Linked DNA regions of Mus musculus: regions 1, 2, 3, 4 and 5 are each linked to region 6. The links are chromatin contacts, called in public HiCAR-type, HiChIP or PLAC-seq and promoter capture Hi-C maps. All regions are on one chromosome and are shown on one strand. The core of a region is the stretch at or near the end of the contact, and the rest is flanking DNA. Distances in the headings are between cores, read along the strand shown. Region 1 holds the start of Lpcat3 (lysophosphatidylcholine acyltransferase 3). Region 2 holds the start of Cdca3 (cell division cycle associated 3). Region 3 holds the start of Atn1 (atrophin 1). Region 4 holds the start of Ing4 (inhibitor of growth family, member 4). Region 5 holds the start of Pex5 (peroxisomal biogenesis factor 5). Region 6 holds the start of M6pr (mannose-6-phosphate receptor, cation dependent).

Region 1 (3,385 bases), core at 13-2,512, 2.4 Mb before region 6:
CACTGATCTTGACCTAAGAATTCTTACCGGACTTTACAGCGATCCAATGCTAAGCACGGCTGTCTTCATCTCATAAGAGAATTAGATGCGGAGCAGTTAAATGGCTTGCCTGGGGGGTCTTACCGTTTGTGAGTAGCGACAAGAGTGGTTGCTACTCACAAACGGTAAAGAGTGGGACTCCTTTAACTTCAAAGTCCACACTTTTTCCATCATACCACGTTACCTCATGTATTAAAAAACCTCGAAGAGTGCGGTTTTTAAAAGACTATAAAATATATATATAATATATAACACAGCTTGTTGCGACATAAATTCAGGTACATCACATCCTTTGAACCATATGAATAATAGTCCCTTGGAACAAGCATGGAGTTTTTAAGGTTGTTAATAGTGCTGTTTCCCAAGCCCAGTGTAAGAATGTATTCCAGAGTAAATGACAGGTGGGCGGCTAAGGGGGAAAGCAATATGGTACAAGAAAATACTAGAAAGTGGACAGAAAAGAGATGAAAGTACACTATACGTTGGCAATACACAAAATAGACCGAGAAGACATAGTATGAAATAATCGGGCAGAGGAGGCCCGTAGGGCTAAAATATCTTAAGTTCGAGGGCCTATGCCTCTCGTAAGGAGAGCGCATGATGGGAGCTGTTAATAACAAATAAGTAGTACTCATGGCCACAGTCGAACTCTTGAGAGCCACAGACAGACATAGGTCGCAAGGGCACAGTCCGGCATATCGATGACAAGGCGGGAGGTGACTGAGGAGCCAAAGGGCACAGTATGGGCCAAAGAAAATGGGAAGAGGTTCAGAGGGTACGGGCCCCCAGACTTGAGACCAGACTTGTCTTCCCTTCGATAGCTGGCTGGTGTGCTTGATGACCCGCACCCCCAAGCCCTCCTGGGTCCCAGGTTCGGGGCAGACAGACAGGTCCTGTCCCCAGACCCCATTCTGCCCATTTCCTTGGGACTCCACGAGGGGGCAGAGGCAGGCAGGAGGGTCCTTACCCAGGAAGATGGAGAAGATGAGCCGCAGCGCCTGTTCCGACGCGCCCAGAGACGTCGCCAACTTGTTAAGGCTCAGATCCTCGACACCCGGCCACAGCCCCCGCATCTGCTCCAGCGTCTCTCCCATGTCCCCGTCCGCTGTAGACGCCATCTTAACTGCGGGCGCCCCCCGGGGACCCCCAGCTCCGCGCCCCGAATGTGGGCAGAACGCGGTGGCTTCACCCCCAATTCCGGCCGGGGGCCCGCCCACGGCGTGCGCATTGGCTGCGGGCCCGCCCAGAGCCTCTAGACCCACCCGATTATTGGTCGAGCCAGCCGGGGGCGGGGCCGAGCGCAGCAAGGTAGGAAGAGGGCGGGGCCGAGCGTTTGTAAGGCAAAGGTGACTCCCGTGAGGAAGGGAAACGGGCCGGGCCGGCGGGGCGGGGCGGGGCTTGCGATCGCGACCCAGCTGCTATTGGAGCAGGCGGGAGCGCGAGGCGAGGTGACAGTACAACTCGGTCCGGACGGCTCCGGGCAGGAGTGGGTCGGACGGGTGTCCGGCCGGCTTGCTCGCTGCCTTCCCATTGGTTGAGACAGGAGCAGGCGAGAGTCGGGGCGGGGGGGGGGCGGGGGGGGGCGGGGGCGTCACCAGACCGCGAGGTTACTCTCGGTCGCCGGCGCTGGGGTTACTGGGGCATGTAACGGAGCGGAGCGAATGTCTGCTGTCACCCCACGAGCGCCCCCTAACGGTGTCTCCTCGGGGGCGGGGGAGGGGGGGAGAGCGAGGGTCCTGCATTCCCAGCCCTTTCCTGAAGGCTCTGGGGGAGCCCAGGGGCCCAAGAACACCCTTTAATGCTACGTAGCTCTTCCCGATGCAGGTCCTTTTCGGTTGTTCAAGTACTGGGACTCGAACCGGTGCCGCGTGCACGCTCTCCTGCCGGAGCTACAACCCTAGTCCTTATGCAGAGTTCCCTTTCTATAGTAAAACGGACCTTCTCTCCGGAGGCAATGAAATTAGGATCTGCCTATTTATATTAAAAAGAGCCTACTTAACACTTGCCGCTTTAATTAACAGTTAGGCTAGTTTTGTCACGGCTTAAGTAATGTATGTTCCTGATGAAAGTTCAAGCACTAGAGGCATGAAGCAAAATAGGAGCCCTTTCCTCCTATGCAGTGTCACTTCCCACTGATTGACCCCAGGGAAAGTGACAGTGTATGGGGTGTGTAACAAAGGGGTTCACAAGTTCTTGTCCTAAAAAGTTCAGCTATGGCTTACACTTCCATGGCATTTTATACTTTTTTCCAGCCCCCCCCCCCCCTTTTTTTTTTTACTGGGAAATTGAACGTAGGCTTTACGTGTGCTAAGGAAGCATTGGACCACTGAGCTATGTCTCCTGCCTTTTCATATGTCCTTTTATTTATACTTAAAGGCATTTTTTTTTACATTTATTTGTGTATATATTGGGGTATGTTGGAGGAAGGGCTAGTTTTTGCCACAGAACACACATGAAGGCCAGAAGACAACTTTCAGGAGACTGCTCTGTCTTTTGCCATGTGGATTTTGACGATTGAACTCAGTGCTGGCAAGTGCTGTAACGCGCTGAGCTATCTCTCTGGCTCGCAATTATTTTAATTAATTAAATTTTAATTTAAAATGCTTTATTTTTAATAATAGGGTTGTGCCTCTGTGGGTGGTGTGTAGATGAAGATTTCCTATCCCCGGTGTCTGGGTGTTACAGGAAATTGTGAATGGTGTGATATGGGTGCTGGGAATTGAATGCAGGCCCTCTGCAAGAGCAATATTCTCTCTTAACCACAGAGCCAGCCTGCCAGCACTGCCATTCTTTTTAAATATGAACTGCTTTACTCTTCCTGAAAAGTGCAGACTACAACCTTCCTGGATTAAGATTTTCTAATCTAGGCATAACCTAGACCAGTGGCTCTCAGCCTAATGCTGCAACCCTTTAATATACTTCCTCATGCTGTAGTGATCCTCCAACCCTAAAATTATATTTGTTACTACTTCATAACTGTAATTTTGCTACTGTTATGAATCATCATGCAAATATTTTTTGGAGATAGAGGGTTGCTAGAGAGGTTGAGAGCCACAGGTTGAGAACCACTGGCCTGCACAGAGAGCCAAATGTATCCCTTTCTGATGTCATCCCCTTCTTCATGTGAGACTGAAGATCTTAGACAATCACTTGACTGATGTGAATATTCATCACCAGGTAGTTTTTTTTTTTTTTTTCTTTTTTTTTTGGTTTTTCGAGACAGGGTTTCTCTGTGTAGCCCTGGCTGTCCTGGAACTCACTTTGTAGACCAGGCTGGCCTCGAACTCAGAAATCCACCTGCCTCTGCCTCCCAAGTGCTGGGATTAAAGGCGTGCACCACCACCGC
Region 2 (3,320 bases), core at 426-2,925, 2.5 Mb before region 6:
GACAAAGGAGCTTGTTAGCAAACCTGATGGCCCTAGTTGGAGGCCAAGAAGCTACACGTAGAAGGGGAGAACTGACTCCCTCAAATTGTCCTCTGACCTTCACATGTGAACTGTGCCAGGTGTGGGCCTCCACCCCCACCCCCAAATCTGTGTTAGAAAATGTTTTTAAGTGAGAAAGGTCCCATACAGGAGGATAGAAACCCTGGCATGCTTAAGACCTTTGGTTAAAACCCCAGACAAAAAAAAACCAAATAAATAAACAACAACAACAACAACAACAACAACCCAGTAAAACAAAAATGGTGGTGAAAGCACCCTAGAATAGGTGTCAGTTTCAGGCACCCCCTGAGCCCATCACTTGCCTGGACCACTGATCTTCATGGGTGTCCGTGCAATGCCAAGAGTAGGAGAGCGGGGATCTGGGTCTTGTGCCTGTTTGAGACCGTTCAGCTGTTCTGCTGGTAGGCTTGGCTGTGGAGAGCTCTCTACCTGTCAATACCACAGGTTAGAATAAGTCTGGGCCCTGGGCTGGAGAGATGGCTCAGCGGTTAAGAGCACTGGCTGTTCTTCCAGAGGTCCTGAGTTCAATTCCCAGCAACCACATGGTGGTTCACAACCATCTGTAATGGGATCTGATGCCCTCTTCTGGTGTGTCTGAAGACAGCAACAGGGTACTCATATACAAAATAAATAAATAAATCTTTAAAAAAAAAAAAAAGTCTGGGCCCTGACCTTTATCTCCTCCCCATATTTCTAGCCAGACCTGCGACTGCCCAGTGCAGGTTAAAGAATGCAGAAAGTTGCCAGGCACGGTAATGGCACATGCCTTTTATCTCAGTACTTGGGAGGCAGGAGGATCTCTATATGTTTGAGGCCAACCTGGTCTCCATTGTGACAGGGCTACATGGTGAGACCCCGTCTTTAAAAAAAAAAAAAAAAAAAAAAGGCAGAAAGTCAGCTAATGAAAAAAGAGATCATGTATTTGAAAGACAGCAAGGAGGGGTATACGGAAGGGTTTGGAGGGAGGGACAGGCAGATATGACAAGATTATATTAGAGCCTCAAAAATAAATAATAAAAGGGGGAGGGATGGAGAAAGTAGGGTTCCAGTGGCAGTGGGAATGAGGGCTCATGTAAACAAGCTAGGCAGAGGCCCGCATCCAGACAGCCTCCCTGCATTCCCCAGCCCAGCCCAGTATACCTGAATAGGAGTGCGCTGGATGCCAGCACTAGGTGAACGAGGGTCTGCTACTCGAGCCACTTGCTTGTTGCGTGGCAGAGGCCGTGCTGGAGTGCCTGAGACGCTCTGAGTCGAACCCATCTCCACTGGGGCTGGGGACGGGGCCCGGCTGTGCAGATGCAGAGGAAGGGACGTCCGTCAGAAGAGACTCAGAGCTTACTGCTTCCGTGTCGGACCTCTGACCCCATACCCACCCGATCTTCCCAGCTTCCAGCAGAGGAACCTCCGGGTCGCTAGCCCAGAGAACTCTGCAAGGATAACGAATGGAGATTTTTAACAGAGCAGTCAGGTCTGCGGGAGCCTTCGTATTTAACCACTAATTCATTCACATTACTTACCGGGCCCCAGCTCGACCTCTGCCCGAACACCAGCTAGAGAAATAACTCCCAAAGCCCGGAGTTTCAAACTTCCCTCCACGCCCCCTGCCCCGACCCTATTGGCTAAGCCGAAGCAGACTCTCATAGGCCAGTTGTGGAAAATGCGCCTTCCGGAGCAGAAAGCCATTGGTCTGAAGGATGTCTATCATGAGGACTGGCCAATGGGCTGAGGACTGGCTTGCCCTCCGGTGGTGGCTCCGTGAGCTGGGGACTTTTGTTTAGTATCAGCCTGACAGCGGTGGACTTGATGGGTGCCACTCGGCCTTTCTGTTTCATTAAACAAAATAGAATGAGTTATCAGACTGTATGCACAAAGCCAGCTGGAGACGGAGTTAATATGGTTTGTCTAAAGCGAAACAGCCATCCTTATTGGTTGACGGAGTTATCACGCATCTCTCAAAATCGCCTCATTGACTACTGCTTTTCAAATACCAAGACAAGTGCTTTCTGATTGGACGAGTCCTTGGCAAAGTTTCAGTAATCAATGCGTTTAAACAATTCACAGTTTCTGCTCTGCACGTAAGGCATTCTAGAGTCCTTGAATCACAGCTCCTGCAACTCCCAGCCCTCCTGGAACCGCCACATGAGCACTTGCCCTGGGAGAGCAGGATTGGTCCTTTCGGCCATCAGTTGTACCCGCGGCGCTTTTTATTGGTATTCGCTGAGTGGGGGCAGAGGGTGGAGCGCCAGGAGGCAGGCTGGGTCCAACTGCCGATCTCGCGCGTCTTGCCTTTAGCGCATGCGCACACTGAGTCGCGCTCATTGGATGCGAGAGACGGAGGGGGGCGGTACTAGGTACAGTGGGAGCTGCTGTGTGAGGAGGAGCTGCTGCCGGTGTCATGGCGGAGCTGAGTGAAGAGGCGCTGCTGTCAGTGTTACCGACGATCCGTGTCCCCAAGGCGGGAGACCGGGTCCATAAAGACGAGTGCGCTTTCTCTTTCGACACGCCGGTAAGCCCATTCCCCACGCCCGCGACGACCACGACTTCCTTCCATTGCCCTGGTCATTCGGCCAGGCCTGCAAACCTTGGGCTACCGCCTCCTTGCGATGCACCCTGGGACTTGTAGTTTTCTCCATACCTCTCTGCTTTTGCTTTTCATTCTCTGTAGCTGTAGTATGACTACCACTCCCGGAAGCTACAGCTCTCGCCTTGCCCACTCCTGGTCTCGTGAAGCATTATGGGCATTGTAGTTGGCCATGTCCCTAGTTCCTATTCTAAGTTCGAATTGTAACCCGTACGGCGAACTACATCCCCCAGGCGACTCCCAGAAAAACCCTTGAATGTGGCCTTGCACGTTGCGCAGGGCTCTCCGGGTTTTGTAGTTTCATGTGGGAGGAGTAGGGGCGACTCCCCGCTGTTCAGGGCAAGGGTTGAGATTGGGAAGGTATGTATCCTGCAGCTTCTAGTCTGGAAGAGGATGCCAATCTGTGAAGAAGTCCGATTTAGAGAAACACTGAGTTAAATAGCCTCCACTAGTGGTTAATTTGGACAGGGGATGAGGAGGTGGGCCATTGGTCAGGGAGGAGGAAAAATACCCAATGGAGAGTTCTAGTCGTTTTTTCCTTTGAAGTGAACTATAGCCGCGACCCCTCCCATTCCTCCGTCCTTCACAGGTTGCCGAGACAACCCCTCTCTCAAGTATTCCTTAGAAAGGGTTTCTTTGGAGGATGCTAAGGCCCCTTTCTCGTCTTGCTCCCACTCTT
Region 3 (3,571 bases), core at 554-3,053, 2.4 Mb before region 6:
GCCGTTCTCCTCCCTTCCACAAAGGCAGTTTGCCCACTCAGTGTCCCCCACTCCACCCACTAGGTCTGAGCTAGGCTGGCCCCCTACAAGCTCTCTACCCCCACCTCCAAATCTGGTGAACTACTAAGGGCTCCCAATCCAGACTCCAGCTCCAGCTCTTCCGGGCTCCCAGCCTGCCTCCCTCCCTTTCTCTAGCCTTCCCAATTTCAGCTGCCAAAAATCACCCTGTCTCTAGTGTCCTTTGTCCTGAGAGATGTTGCTGCTGGTTTGGGGCCAGAGAAGGAGCCCAGAAGAAGGCACCACTGGAGTGATGGGGGTGCTGACTTCATGGCTGTAGGTTGGGCATGGCTGGCACGCTGACTGGAGAAGAGTTGGGAGGAGCATGCTGTAGTCTGTGCTGGGGACTACTTCCATATTACAATTGTTATGGGGAACCTGGGCACCCTAAAATGTATGTAGGTCCTTTCCACCTAATCCCCCACTTCATCCCTTCTGTGACCATGACCAAAGATGCTACTAGTAATGACTTCAGACTTGAGAAGGTCTAGTTCAGGAACCTCGAGAAAATGAAGGGCCCAAAAGTGAAGTGCCACCTCTTAGTTACCTCTTCCACACTAGGGCCTGGACCCCAGTCTGTCACTCCTCCAGGGTTCTCCCTCCGTCTCTAGCTCCTCTCTTTTCCCATCACTGGCCCTCCCACCACGTTGCCACAAAAGCCCTATTTATCTTGTGTTTCCTTCCAGACCTCTCTAATTCATTCTCCTCCACTTTATTTGCCAAAGGAAATAGTTCTTAGTTCGATTGGAAGTCCCCACATTCATGTTTACCAACCCAGCCCACCCCAGTCTCCCTCTAGAATAGGCATCCTCTGCCCTCCACCCCTCTTCTGAGACTTCTCATGCCTTCTCTCCCACAGAGGGATCTCCGGACTTGCCTCCAGCTTTCCTTCATCATTCCCAAATTCTTGTGGTTTGCATTCTTCTCAACACCAATCACTGCCTTAAACGCTTATCTCTTCCAGAAACACCATTCTCCTAGTACGTCTTCATCCTTTCCCGCCCAGGTCCACAAACTTCCATCGTAGGCTCTCCAAAATAGCTCCTAAACCCCTCCAGCCTCTACTTCTGGCCCTTCCTCTCCATCTTTCCAATACAGTCCCATTATCCAAATCTCTACTTCATAATTCCCCAAACTCCACCTACTTCACCCCTGCCACAGCCCCTCTTGTCCCCAAACTTCTCCAGCCTCCCCAGGTCTGCCTTCGCAGTCCACAGCCCCTCCCACCCAGCCCTCTCCCGCGCGGGGCCCGCGAGCTCCCCACGCTCTGCGCAGCGAGGCCCTCTCTCTCTGCGCCCCGGCCGGCTTCGGCCAACTCGCCCGGCGCCTCCCCTTCCCCGATCCTCCGCCCCCCGACTGCCGCGCGCTCCCTCCCTCGCGTCTCCTCCGGGCCCCTCTCTCTCCTCCGTTCCTCCGCGCTCCCTCCTTCTCCCTCTTCCTCCCTGCTCCCATCCCCCTCTCCCGAGCGCCCTCCCTCCGCCGTCCGCTTTCCTGTGCGAGTCGCCGGACGCGCCGCCCAGCCTGTCCGTCCGCCCGCAGCCCCGCGCCCGACCGGGGCCTCGGGCCAGGACGCGTTTCGGGGTGGCAGGCCTCGGGGCGGGCTAGGGGCGCGCGGCACCAGCGGCGGGAGGGTCGGGGGTCGCGGGCCTCGCCGGGACCGCGAGTGCGGGCGGAGGCGGGCGGTGCGGCGGGGGCGGGCGCGGGCGGCGCGTTCCGGGCGGGAGGGCGGGCGAGGAGCGCGAGAAGCCGATCGGGGCTGCGCGGGGAGCCGGGCATGGGGGCCGCCCTCCGGGGGGGCCGGGGCCGCCGCCGCCGCCGCCGCGGCAGCGACTGAAGCCGCGCTGTAAGGAGGGGCGGGGAGTGGCCGCCGCCGTCCCCGGGAGGCGCCGGAGCCCGACCGCACTCGCAGCCAGCCAGCCGTCCCGAGCTGCTCGCAGGTAAGGTCCGCTGCCGCCGGCCCGGGCCGCCCCGTTCCGGCCCGCGGCTCCCCGCCCCCACCCCTCCCGGTCCCCCCTCCCGCCGCCGCCTCCATTTGTTATTTTCCCGGTCGCGTTCCCTCATTGCGGGCACGACCGGGCCCGAGGCTGGGGACTCAGGGGGTGGGGCCGCCCGGAGGAGGGACGCGGGCCTGGGAGTCGCGAGCTCGGGAGGTGGGGGGAGGAGGGTTTTGGGAGGAGGGCTGACGGGGCCGAGCGTCGCCAGGACCAGAGCCTAAAGGGGAGGAACGCCGAGGTGGAGACTTGGCGGAGGTAAACCGGGGGATGCTGTGCGGGTGGTTCGCGGAGAAGGCAGGACGGATCGGAGAGATGGCAGCGAGGTGGGGCGTGAAGGCTCCAGTAACCCCACAGGCCCAGCACCGGGTTTCCAGGTTGCGGGTCTTGGGAACAGGGAAAGGGGTGTGGTAGGTGGTAAAATGAGGGTTGTAGCTGCCGAGACGGGGGATTGAACCTGGGGGGAATGGAGATGAACCGGGAGAGGCCCAGCTTTGAGAAGACCGACGTTTTTTGGGGTGGAAATGGGAAGGCCATATCTTTTGTGACTCAGTTTTCTTTCCCCCAATCCTGGTCACCTCTGACCCCGTTTTCCTAATCCCAGACCTAGTTACTTCGTGAAGGGGGGGCACTGAGTCTTGGTAGTGTGAGTCCTCCTAACACGAATAAGAAAGGCAGGGATACTGAAGGGAGAATTGGGAAGGTTGGGAGGATGGGAAAGAAGAGAAGATTGGGCAATCATATAGGCATTCCAAGGAATTGTGACCTCCACCCTCACCCCCAGAGCATTGGCTGTCCCATAGGAGGACTTCCTTACTGCCTTGATCTCAGAGATCTCTTTGTGCCTGGGGTAGGTTACCCTAAAGCTCCCTTTCCTGAAAGGTTGGAGTTGCTCTGGCAACTAAGGTGGTAATAGTGGCTGCCAGATGGACCCCTGGGATGGTCTCTTGGGGGGCACTTTTTTTTTTTATCCATTTTGTTGCCATGGTAGTGAGACAGTGGGAAGTCCAATAGGTGGGGATTCAGTATGTAGATTGGGCCTCTCTCAGCCTGTAGCTTTGTCCTTGGTGGGTCTCCGGGAGATGTTTCTGGTGTTGCCCCAAGTAGGGTTTCCTAAGGAGGCATCCCTTCTCCTCCAGAAGTCTATTGGAACAAGTAACCCTGTTGCTTGCAGGTCATTCCTGCAAGCCTCTACCTGGGTATGGTGCGAAGATGAAAATGTTGTTGTTCAAACTATATTGTCTTGGGCTGGGGGTAGCTCAGTAGCAGTGTTATTTCCTAGCATGCATACAATAGGCCCTGGGTTTGAGCTCCAGAACCAAAAACAAAATAAAAAAAAAACAACCAAGTTACATCACCGCGGGCAATTTCTGTCGGCCTCTACCACTCTTATTGTCTTATAAATGGTTGACTCTTTAAACTACTTTATCTCCTTGAATTCCTCTTTGGGTCTCTCTTCCTTCTTTGTCAGTTCTCAGGGTGACCCTTTCATTCAACTGATCTTTGGCCTTTTTTTCTGAACC
Region 4 (3,783 bases), core at 1,065-3,564, 2.7 Mb before region 6:
CCGGACTTTCCCAGACTCGGACAAATGCCTTACATAGACAGGCTGTCAAGATAGTCTAGCTAGAGCCGGGTTTGGTGGCGCATGCCTTTCATCCCAACACTCGGGAGGCAGAGGCAGGCGGTTTTCTGAGTTCGAGGCCAGCCTGGTCTACAAAGAGTTCCAGGACAGCCAGGCCTACACAGAGAAACCCTGTCTCGAAAAAAACCAAAATGAAAAAAAAACAAAAAAAAGAGATAGTCTAGCCAGTATTTTTAGTATTTATCCAACCATAACGAAATAACTAATAGTTACTTTGGGTATGTCTCCCTAACCTTCCAGGAGACACATGCCTGGATCAAATTTTAAATTCCCCTCATGTTTAGAAAGTGTCAAATAAATAATTGAATAAACGTATTATTAGTTAAGCTTCTCCACAAAAGCAAATTTTCTCTACAGAGCTTAACCTCACTCTCTCGCTCCCTGTGGTGGGGCAGACTGAACTTCAATCCCAGGGGCTGCCCCTTGTTAGGCAAGTGGTCTAGTGTCATCTCCTATATAAACATAAAGACAGGCTTTCATTATGTAGCCATGGCGGGCCGAGATCTCACCTTATAATACCAGGCTGGTCTCAAACTCAGAGATCTTTCCAAGTGCTGGGATTAAAGGTATGTGCTACCCAAACTTGTGTTTCTGTAAGTCGAACTCAAATGTAAAAAAATGTTTGTACTGAATATGGCTTGGTGCTTATAATCAATAGCACTGTGGAGATAGAAGGAGGGCCTGGAGTTCAAGGTCAACCTGGGCTAAATCAGACACTGTCTGAAAAGACAAAACAAGAGGGGGCTTCTTAAGTCTGTGACAGCAGTTCACTAGGATTACTAGTCACAACAGATTACCAAATCAGATGACTCATCTTTCCCGAGGCAGTCGGCACCACCTTCTCGTTCAAGTAACTTACTTCCTCCTAGCAGTGAATACTAGGTCAGAGGCCTTCTGGTATTGCCAGCATCGACATTTTTTTTTCTCCCGAGACAGGGTTTCTCTGTGTAGCCTTGGCTGTCCTGGAACTCACTTTGTAGACTAGACTGGCCTTGAACTCAGAAATCCGCCTGCCTCTGCCTCCCGAGTGCTGGAATTAAAGGCGTGAACCACTACATCTTATCCTTTAAATGCTGCTTTCTTGAGCTCAGTGTCTTTTTTACTGTCTGAAGTTTTTTCCTGAATAATCTCACTGTCAGATTGAATGCCTATTTCTAAGGCAAAGACTAATGTATTGTTATTACTCCAGAATCTCCTACACTGCTGATTAGATAGTTTATTTTCCAAGCAGAATTCACCTTGGATTTTCCTTCTCTCTCAATCGCAAAGTCATTCAATCAATCTTGCCATGTTCAATATCTTTTTTTGTTTGTTTGTTTTTGAGACAGGGCTTCTCTGTGTAGCTCTGGCTGTCCTGGAACAAACTGTAGACCTGGCTGGCCACGAACTTAGAAATCCGCCCGCCTCTGCCTCCCAAGTGCTGGGATTAAAGGTGTGCCATGTTTAATATCTAAAACTTTCTGTCATTCTCTAAGACCAGGTCTGCACTTCTGATTTGGACTGCTACCATTATTTGATCAGTTACTTTCTTTTATTAAAATCAATGCTCTATTTTAAGATGCCCAGGTTAAGAGTTGCCTAAAAGTCTAATATATCCCCAGCCGATTTCTCACTTCCCAGTCTCTATACACACATACACACACACACGACGGGGGAGGGGGAAGACCAGGGAGGCGAGGAGACAGACAGACAGACATATTCCTCATTTTTTGAGAACTGGATTTTGCTCATAAAGTAAAGCATTTCAGCGATCAACTCAGTGGTCGCTCTATTCCACCCAGCAAGCTTAATGAGGAGCAACTTTTGAGATATAAATGACTAAAGGAATTAGGTCGAATATCTGCAGCTGCTCCAAATGGCAGTGCGTAAGTAACGACGCTGCACAACTTAGGGGGGAAAAAAAATCTACCCTCAAGAACTGAGTCAGCAACTACTTTCCTGCTACCCCTAACCCTTTAAAGCCCAGCCCTGATCCCACGGAGCAGCCCTTCCCTCGTCCAGATCTTGAGCGAGGCCTCTAAGCCCACTGCCCCGCCCCCTCCCTCTTCCCCCTCGAATAAATCTTCCCACGGAACCCTTTTCCTGTGATCTTCAGGCTACCAGAACCTCGGGGCCATGAAGTCTGTCAACCTGGACCCTCTACACCACTCTATGGCCCATGACCCCCTTCTCCAGTTGGCTCTTACTGTCCAGATAATGTTCCAAATACATCCCAGCAGCCATCTTGAAGCAAAACAAAGCAACTTCCGATCTTCCCCGGAAGTGACTGATACACGACAGGCGCTGTAACCATTCTTGGATTACACCTTTTCCGTACCTGAACTTCCGCCCTTACTAAACTATCTGCCTCGGATACATCCGCCGGAAACTGAACTTTTTTTTTTTTTTTTTTGCGCCTATTCACGGTCATCTACAGCGAGGCTGATTTAGCCTGGCTTCCGCCCTTAATAAGGCGGCAATATGTGTCTGCGACAGGCATGACGTCACGCGAAGTCGCCATTTTGCATTCTCTAGCAAACTTTTTTCCCTCCAAAACTAGGAATGTTTGGTAAATGGGGGAATCTATTATGTGTAGTTATATTTTGCAAATAATCGCTTTCAACAAGTAGGGAATCGAGCTGTTTTGCTTTTCTAATTATGAATCTGGCCACCAACGTCCCAGCTTAAGTAGAATAGTCTCGGAGGCAGATGCTTTCTTCAGAAGTTGTCAGGCTTTGCAAATTTAACCCTTTGCATCTCTCATCACTTACAAGTTTCTTTGTGTAGCCCTCGCTGTTCTCGAACTCCAAGAGACCTTCCTCTGCCTCACTAATGCTGGGATTAAAGGCGTGCGATATGGAGATCCATGTTTGTGTTTTGTAATGGACTTATGTACTGAAAAGACTGGGTCATCAAAGTATATGCTAGATAGCAGCCTTCACCCTAGTCAAAACCTGTCAGGTTGCTGCTCTTAGGGAAAGAGAACTCAAACCTCTTAGTATTGGTGGTAGATTCTAGCAGATAGGTGTCGCCTCAAGTTGATATACCCTTCACAGTAGTTAGACCCCATACTTGTAAGATAAAATTTGAGCTCTTTTATACCCAATAAGCCCAAGTTTCCTGCTGAGCAGTTGCTAAAGCAGGACAGCAGGATGTGGACTCCATTCTAATCTAAGAGCATGCTGTCGGATAACTGACTCGGCCGGCTTTTTCCTATACAATGAGAATAACAGACATTATCATTGCGCAAAAGTGGAAATGGATGTTCACCCACAAAGGAGGAGCTGATTGCAATCCTTGTGATGAGAACAGGTTTGTCAAACTCTCCATAGTTGGTGAGTGGAAAGTGCACCAGGCAGCTAACCAACAATACTGAGGTACTACTGTCCTGGATGCCCAGTCCCAAATTAAATGAGACTTCTTTATCCACATCACCAAGTAGTGACAGCTGGCTAGGTCTCAGATAGGAGAACATTTGCCAATCTTTTCAGTACTGTATGAAGGATTTAATCTTCATGAAGCAGTCTTGGGAAATTAGCCGAATCCTTTCATGGTAGACTGTGAGAAGTTTCTTAAGTTTCTTGTTCTGCTCTGTCCAGCACAATGGTCTTCCATTTTAGGTGAACATGATAACCATTATTATCATGGGAAGCTCACTGCATTTGGCATTTTCTTCCATCTTAAACCCAGTAGCTGGTTATAGTTTCCATCACTGGAAACCTTTGC
Region 5 (3,520 bases), core at 752-3,251, 2.1 Mb before region 6:
GATGAAGAAGATATGGTTTCATATTTAAAACTTTAATGAGCTAATTATAAATATTAAGCACCCACATAACTTAATTTAGCCTTTCCCCTGGGACTGTGGGCCAGGCATTGTGAAGAAGTCTTTGGCTTATATCAAAGGTCTTTAAGGTCTACAAGGAAGACTTCTCCAAGTCTGGGATGCAGGGCTGTAGGTGTCTGGTGCTTGCACTGTTTAAATTTGTGTGCGGTATACGATGTATGTGTGGTGTGTGTGTGTACACAACTCTCAGGGGAAATAACTTTTCTGCTACTTTGTGGGCCCAAGGGATTAAATTCAGGCCCTTAGGCCTGTGTATAAACACCTCTACCACTGAGCCACGCTGCCAACTGCTTGCATCGATTCTGACTTCCTAGCTATTTGATTTTTGTGCAAGTCTTATTTGTAAAAGGAGGTTAGTAATAGCTTTCTCATAGGAGTATTATGAAGATTATGATTAAAAGTGCTAATGCTCACCAAGTGCTTAAGGCAACACCTGGGGGTTAACATGCATTTCATAAGCATCGGTTATTATCTCAATTATTCTCCCAAGATCTTGGCATGGTAAATTCCTGCTAATCAGTTACTAACCTCCTAGCAGAGTAGGAGGTTATGTGTGTGATGCGTTTTGAATGCTTCTGGGAGATGCTCTCCCATTTCCCCATGACCAGAAATTCAAACCATCATATGCTTTCCTTAAACACTGCTTTCTCCAGAGATTCTCCTGTTTTAACATATTCATCTTCCAAGATGGCATCCTTTCCTCCTTGGTGTGGTTTAGTTTATTCGTTGCTAGGTGTTTTTTTCTTTACAATGGCAGCCTGGAAACAGTGGACAGGGATGAAATTTGTGGTCAAGGAGAATGGGTGTATGTGTGTGTGTTAGGGCCTCTGAAAGATACTGACAGTGTACTAAAGACAGAAACATTGCACAATATTCTGCCTTGTTCAACCACTGCAGTTATAAGGGCAATTTCTATTTTCCCAGGGACGAATTTACACTGCCTGTGTTCCCTGAGGAAGGCTACCTTTGAAATCATCAGGGCAGCAAAGAACCAAGCCTGCCCCAGGGCGCCACCTACAGACTACCTGCTTCTCCCGCACCCCGGGTTGGGACGTACGTCAGGCCTTTCTAGAACCAGTTTCCTCCTAGCCCACCTACCAGCACTCTGAACCCCTCCCCTTCTCAGGACGTCAAGGAGTCCGTCGGTCTTGGACCTAGGTGAGCTATCAAGGTTTGCTTTCCAGTGTGACCTTGAGGTCTGGCACCCGAGCCATTTCTCTGGCAGATGGTGGAGCCTGAGGCTTAGGTTCATATTCCCTGATCAAAGGTATTCCTTGCCACGTTTCCCCAACTTGGAGCTGCAGGGAATCAGGCCATCGTGACCTTGACCAGTAGGAAAGAGGAGAGAGGAGTGACTCACAGCACTCTCCCCATCCATTACAGGATTGAGGTCTCAAAATGCGTTGGACCCTATTTTAGTCACCAGAATTTGTCATCATCCGGAGCTATTTTCTTCATTACGCAGAGATGGTAGAGGCAGGCCCCTGTCTCCTTGGAGGCTGTGACGCTGTCCTGAAGGAGCGTCTGTTGGAAGGGGGGTCAGGCCTAGGAGGCCGAAGCAGGTCATAGATTTGACCTCCGAAATCTCCCGGGCTCAGTTTGGGCGATTTAGAGGTGCAGGAGAACCAGGAAAGAGAGCTGAACCGTGGAACCTGAAACCTTGGTTTTTCTCCAAAGCCAGAGAGGCCTCTTCTAGCTCCAGTCCTCTGAGTTTTCCACTAATAAATCCTGGCGTTCTAGGGACTACTGCAGGTTTCCCCAATCCAACTGTCCAGGACTGTCTCCTTTAAGGATCTCGGCTCCGCCCATCACGCTGCGCAAGCTTGAGGCCCCGCCCCTTTACCCGTTTCCGTTGAGCTGGGCCGCAGCGCCGCCGTCCCGGCCCCTTTAAGGCCGAGTCCCGCCCCCTTGCTCCCGCCCCCTCCCTTCCCCCAGCCCACTCCGGGTGCCTCGGCCGGTCGGACGGTGCGGCCCGCGACGGCGAGCATTGGAGCCTGGGGGCGCGGGGTCGAGGCCCGTAAGTCCCCGCCGCTGCGGTGGCCTCGTGGGACGGGGTCGAGGCTGGGGCGACGGGGCTGGGGGCGCGGGGCGCTGGGCGGGGACGGGCGCGGCCGGGGAGGGGGCTCAGGTGACACGAGCTGGGATCGGGACCCGCAGCTGGCGCCTGACCGGGGGTGTGGGTCCCGGTGTACGGTGGAAGGCGTCCCCGCTGTCCCTCGTCAGGTTAGAGTTCGGGTCTAGCCGTGTTTATGATGCGCTCCCCGTGCTCCCCAGGGGTCCAGGCCCTTTTGTAGAGCTGCTGTTGGCGGGTGGTGTCTGAGCTGCCGTCCGCTGGAGGGGAAGCCCGAGCCGAAAGCAGCGTTTCGAGTGGGAAGGCAGGACACAGCCTCCTCTTGGACTCCAGACACACCTCGGGGGGTGGCCCCGGGGGCCTGGCCCTTGTGGAGCCGTCGTGGGCCCATCTGCTCTAGATAGGGCCTGAGGCGTGCGTTGGGAAAGTCTGGCTTCCCGACCACAGTTCTAATCTTCTGTCCATCAGGGAAGCTGCTGGTCACCATGGCAATGCGGGAGCTGGTGGAGGGCGAATGTGGGGGTGCCAACCCGCTGATGAAGCTGGCCACCCATTTCACCCAGGACAAGGCCCTTCGGCAGGAGGGACTGAGGCCTGGCCCCTGGCCTCCGGGAGCCTCAGCAGCAGAGACCGTGAGTGTTCTAGGAGAGCCTATTTCTTCCACCTGACAGCTGCTTTCTCTGTGTTAAAGTAATAGCAGTCACCATTCAGTAACACTGGAGTGAGCCTTGTGCGGCTTTACACAGACAAGGACTACTATTTTATAGACAAAGAAGCTGAGGCTTTGTGAAGGCTCTTGACTTGCCTCAGGCCACCTAAGCAGTAGAGTTAGAGTTGGGTTGTAGCCTGCTATTGTCTCTTTCCTTCTTATCTTAGGTTTCCAAGCCTTTGGGAGTAGGAACTGAAGACGAGGTAAACAGAGCAAGTTTCTTTTCTGTCTTTTTTTTTTTTTGGGGGGGGGGGTTGTGGTGATTTTTTTTTTTTTTTAAATCAGTCCACTCATACTTCAGTCTTTGAACTCTCTTTACCAAATGAGATTGCCTGCCAATGTTTTCGTCTACTTTTTGGGGTATTTTTCTGGTTTCCAAATTTACAGATAGATTTTTTTTTTTCTTTATTTATCTCCAGTTTTCGTTTCTCTGTCCAACATCAGTGGGCCCTGCCTCTGGCTGAGGCCCTCTGATCCTAATGTTCATCCGACCATCTCTCTGTAATAGTTGGTGTCAGAATTCCTGCAGGACCAGAATGCAACTCTTGTATCCCGAGCCCCTCAGACCTTCAAGATGGATGACCTCCTGGCAGAGATGCAGGAGATTGAACAGTCAAACTTTCGCCAGGCTCCTCAGAGAGGTGGGTTCAGGGCCTGGTAAG
Region 6 (3,491 bases), core at 522-3,021:
CCCCAGGACATATCCTGGAGGGATGCTCTCACAGAATGAATGCTGTGCACTCTGGCCTCCAAGTTATTTCCTCATTTGTTAACTGTTGCTGCTTTCTCTTCCCAAATTAGGGCAAAGAATTTCACAAAATTGGGACAGGATGAAAAAATTAAAACAAGCCACGGTAGGCACTGGATGAGTGGAACTGTTTGTCATTTGCTTAAACGTTCAAAAAGTTAGTAGAAGAATAACTTTACACTTCTCCCAGCTTAAGATTTGAGTCTAATTTTGAGCTGCTTCTCCTTGATTCAGTGTGGTGTATGTTTGAAATGCTATGCCTGCATTGTGTTAGTTACACAGCCTAGAAAAGATGAGGGGTCTGACGCTTAGAGTTGCTCACTGAGTTACTTGTCCTAGGCTACACAAATATTAAATCAACCTGGATGACTTAATGCCATGAAGGCATTTGTGGTCAAACTTCTGATAAATACAGGCCCAAATAGAGAGCAGGATAAAACTGAAAGCTGGGCAGTTCCTATTTAGCATGGTCCAAAGAGATCCCCAGAGTGCAAGCACTTATAACTCTCAGACGCTGTAAAACAGGATCTTAGGCTCTTGAGAATTCCCCTTTCTTATTCTATAGAGACAGATCTAGTGGCAATGCTGAAACATTCTCTATAGGACGCCGAGTGACTAAGTTAGGGGTTGGGAAACTGCTGACCTCATTCAGCCCTGCACGCATTTTTCCACTCATGGCCGTTTTCCATTTTCTAATGGAGGGCTTTATTTTCTTCCTCCTGGTTCATTGCAGCCAACACGTTTAAGATCAGTCTCAACTGGCAGAAAGGCCCAATGTTTAAAGTGCCCCAAGGAGGTAGTTCTGTGCTTCAAAGTCTCCACAGAAACACAAGACACTCTTGTCACTCTTTTCCACACCATGCTAACAGACCTTCCTCGAACTTCTTCCAGGAGTCTGGAAATTCTCGCCTTCTATCTACTCAAAGTCATACCTTACCCCCAAATGACGCCATGACGCCACTTTACTCCCACGATACAGGTCAAAATTCTCTCTACAAGAATCCAGTTAACACTTCACACATGAGCACTTTCCTTTTCCAACCTTCAAAACATCTCAAATCCCTCTCTGATCTTGGAACTCCTCTTCCTCACTCCTAGAAGTCTGGCGTTCTCCGTTCTCATGCCTTTTGCCTCAAGTCCTCCCTAGGGCTCCCTAGCAGGATCTCCAGCCAGAACCACGGCCAAGCGAGAGTCCTGGTCCGCACCTCCTTCAGTACAGAGGTGTGCGAGGACCCCAGCCCGCTTCCTCCACGCCCCCAACACTCACGTGTCACGGGAAAACAGAGCAACCGCGGCTCAGAAGCCCCCAAGAATGTGTCTCTGAGGTTGGAAGACGCGTCCGGAGATCAGGGGTGCGGGGGCGCAGACCCCAGTCCCTCGATTCCTCTCTGAAGCCAGCGCTTCCCTAGGCGCCTCAATGCGCCCCGCTCCAGAAGCCGGAAACAGGAAGCAGCGAGAGCCTGCTGAGCAACTGCTCCTCCCACTAGACTCCGCGGCGTGTGACCGCAGAACCTTGGTTCCCTGGTCTCTCTTTTGGACGCTGATTGGTCAGCAGCCTAGTTCGCTGTTCCCCGGTCCCATCAACTCCAATCACTCGGAGATTGTCAAGATCAGTTTCTTCTTTTCGGGTCGCCTTTCTACCAATGAGGTTCGAGCTCCGCCTCCAGGGACTCTGGGCGGGCGCTCCTCATCCACGCGGGGTCATGCGCCAGGTGTCCCAATAGGTCTGAAGACAGTACGTGAGGGCGATCTGTGGAACTACAAAGAGTGTCGCTCCTTGGGCTTGCTGGGAGTTGTAGTTCCCTCGCCCGAAGCTCTCTGGGAGTTGTAGTTTCTAGGACTCTTCTGCTACCTTGGTGGCCTCTGTGAGGCGCTGTTTAGCCATCAGTCGGCTGGGCTCGCTTCTGGTTTGCAGTTGACTCTGCTACCCAGACAGTGGAATGTTATAGGTCCTGCCTGTCTTGATTTTCTTTGTTCAGAATTTTCTAATTCTTTCGGGACATAACTATTGTTACTGTTACCTGGGCAATGAATTTTCCTATTGTGGCATCTTGCTAGATAAGCATACTGTCAAAGGCATATATCAAAGGCGCCTGCCCTATGTGTGCCGGCCCTCTAGCCTGTACTTCAGTTTGGGGGGACCCGTGTCTTTGTGCCTTTGGTAAGGTCATTTGAAGACTCCTTGGATTTATTATCCACTTCTCAAGCCCTAGTTGTTCTTAGAGCTTGGTTTGAAACAATTGCGGCTTCCTGGATTCGCTCTCCAGGTTACTCATTTCTTCCTCTGAAGTTTCTTTTGGCTTTAGCTGCTCATGCCCCTTTTACTCTCACGTGCTTTTGCATGCACCTCCCTCACTCTGCTTAGATAGGGATTCATGTCAGAGGTAGAACTGTGCTTAAACTGCTAACACCGTAGTGTCCTATACTTTTTAAAAAAGTTAACTTAAAAGTTTTAATACATTTTAATTAAAGTATAATTACTTCCCCTTCTTCTGACTTTTTCCTTCTTCCATTTCTTTCGAAGGCCCCTTCACCCAGCTCTCCCCATGTCCCCCACTCAGACTGATGGTCTCATCTTCTTTAATTGTTATAGTTACAAATATTTGCATAGATACACTACAACCTGCTGAATCTGTTTATGTTTGTATGTACATGATTTCAAGGATGATCACTTTGTATGGCATAGCCTCACTTCTCTGTTAGCATATTGATATCGCCATTGTTTAGATCTTGTTTTTGCCACCATTTCTATGAGACTGTTTCACACCAGACATCCTGGTATTGCAGCTCTTACGGTTTTTCCAGCCCCCCTCTTTTTTTATGTGTCCTGAGTCATAGATGCAGGAGCTGTGATGTAGAGGTAGCCACTGTGGCTAGGCCCCTCACCACCTGCTGATCTCTGCACCGTGTCCTGTCATGGTTTTCTGTGATGGTCTGTAGTGAGAATTTTGGAATTTTGGCTTCTTTAACACAGAAAACAATTTTAAGAACATATTTCCATTTTGATCCCAGGTGTGGGATTTGGGGCTGCTTCAGATTGTCCACAACAGCTGGCTATGATATTTGCCTTGTGCTCTGACAGGGGACGTGGTTTTTGCTAGTCCCTGCTAGAGCACAAGGCAAATATGTTTGATAGTTTCTGTGGTGGTATTTGGAATTCTGAGAACTTTTCAGAGGGTATGTGCAGAGAGGCAGGGGTGGTTGTTGATCATTGGGGGTGGTGGTGGTGGTTACGGTTTGTTAGTAGTTGTGCTCAAAGAAGAAACAAGAAGGGAAATTAGATTTCAGAGATCTCATTCCTTTCCTCTCTCCCCTCTATCCTTTTTTTCCCTCCTATCTATATTAGGATGTTGAAGGAGTGGAAGAGAGGGAGAGAAGGGTGGAGGAAAGAAGAACCCACAAAGTCGCAAAGACCAGCTACAATGGTCTCCATT

Evidence for each region. Promoter capture Hi-C pulls out the DNA fragments that hold promoters and counts their contacts. HiCAR-type assays count read pairs that join an accessible place to other places. HiChIP or PLAC-seq counts read pairs in DNA pulled down with a chosen protein or histone mark.
Region 1: a contact with region 6 is called in an H3K27ac HiChIP or PLAC-seq map of bone marrow-derived dendritic cells, with 5 times the contacts expected there. The contact joins the promoter of Lpcat3 here to the promoter of M6pr in region 6. A contact is called at or near these places in 2 of 115 datasets of contacts at active chromatin or transcription factors (astrocytes and bone marrow-derived dendritic cells) and 1 of 9 other capture datasets (liver).
Region 2: a contact with region 6 is called in a HiCAR-type map of astrocytes, with 5 times the contacts expected there. The contact joins the promoter of Cdca3 here to the promoter of M6pr in region 6. A contact is called at or near these places in 3 of 39 promoter capture datasets (liver, pre-B cells and second pharyngeal arch cranial neural crest) and 1 of 115 datasets of contacts at active chromatin or transcription factors (astrocytes).
Region 3: a contact with region 6 is called in a promoter capture Hi-C map of pre-B cells, with 4 times the contacts expected there. The contact joins the promoter of Atn1 here to the promoter of M6pr in region 6. A contact is called at or near these places in 1 of 39 promoter capture datasets (pre-B cells) and 1 of 115 datasets of contacts at active chromatin or transcription factors (astrocytes).
Region 4: a contact with region 6 is called in a promoter capture Hi-C map of pre-B cells, with 4 times the contacts expected there. The contact joins the promoter of Ing4 here to the promoter of M6pr in region 6. A contact is called at or near these places in 2 of 39 promoter capture datasets (neutrophils and pre-B cells).
Region 5: a contact with region 6 is called in a promoter capture Hi-C map of pre-B cells, with 8 times the contacts expected there. The contact joins the promoter of Pex5 here to the promoter of M6pr in region 6. A contact is called at or near these places in 4 of 39 promoter capture datasets (cranial neural crest, hippocampal neurons, pre-B cells and 1 more), 4 of 484 Hi-C or Micro-C datasets (B cells, CD8 T cells, cerebellum and 1 more), 1 of 115 datasets of contacts at active chromatin or transcription factors (astrocytes) and 2 of 9 other capture datasets (adipose tissue and liver).

The regions. Positions count from the first base shown.
Region 1 is chr6:124,660,981-124,664,365 of GRCm38.p6, reverse strand. It overlaps Lpcat3 (lysophosphatidylcholine acyltransferase 3), which reads right to left and starts at 1,262. Exons shown (of 13, transcript NM_145130.2): 1 at 1,007-1,262. The coding sequence starts at 1,157.
Region 2 is chr6:124,828,531-124,831,850 of GRCm38.p6, reverse strand. It overlaps Cdca3 (cell division cycle associated 3), which reads right to left and starts at 1,675. Exons shown (of 6, transcript NM_013538.5): 1 at 1,578-1,675; 2 at 1,201-1,348; 3 at 363-489. The coding sequence starts at 1,320. It overlaps Usp5 (ubiquitin specific peptidase 5 (isopeptidase T)), which reads left to right and starts at 2,367. Exons shown (of 20, transcript NM_001326594.1): 1 at 2,367-2,566. The coding sequence starts at 2,456.
Region 3 is chr6:124,754,719-124,758,289 of GRCm38.p6, reverse strand. It overlaps Atn1 (atrophin 1), which reads left to right and starts at 1,803. Exons shown (of 10, transcript NM_007881.4): 1 at 1,803-1,994.
Region 4 is chr6:125,038,379-125,042,161 of GRCm38.p6, reverse strand. Ing4 (inhibitor of growth family, member 4) reads right to left here and starts at 2,314. Exons shown (of 8, transcript NM_133345.2): 1 at 2,265-2,314. The coding sequence starts at 2,301. All of the region lies in intron 1 of 4930557K07Rik (RIKEN cDNA 4930557K07 gene), which reads left to right.
Region 5 is chr6:124,413,548-124,417,067 of GRCm38.p6, reverse strand. It overlaps Pex5 (peroxisomal biogenesis factor 5), which reads left to right and starts at 2,001. Exons shown (of 16, transcript NM_001277805.1): 1 at 2,001-2,095; 2 at 2,618-2,781; 3 at 3,026-3,061; 4 at 3,367-3,499. The coding sequence starts at 2,635. It overlaps D830015G05Rik (a long non-coding RNA gene), which reads right to left and starts at 1,996. Exons shown (of 4, transcript XR_378022.4): 1 at 1,177-1,996.
Region 6 is chr6:122,307,000-122,310,490 of GRCm38.p6, reverse strand. M6pr (mannose-6-phosphate receptor, cation dependent) reads right to left here and starts at 1,771. Exons shown (of 7, transcript NM_010749.7): 1 at 1,325-1,771.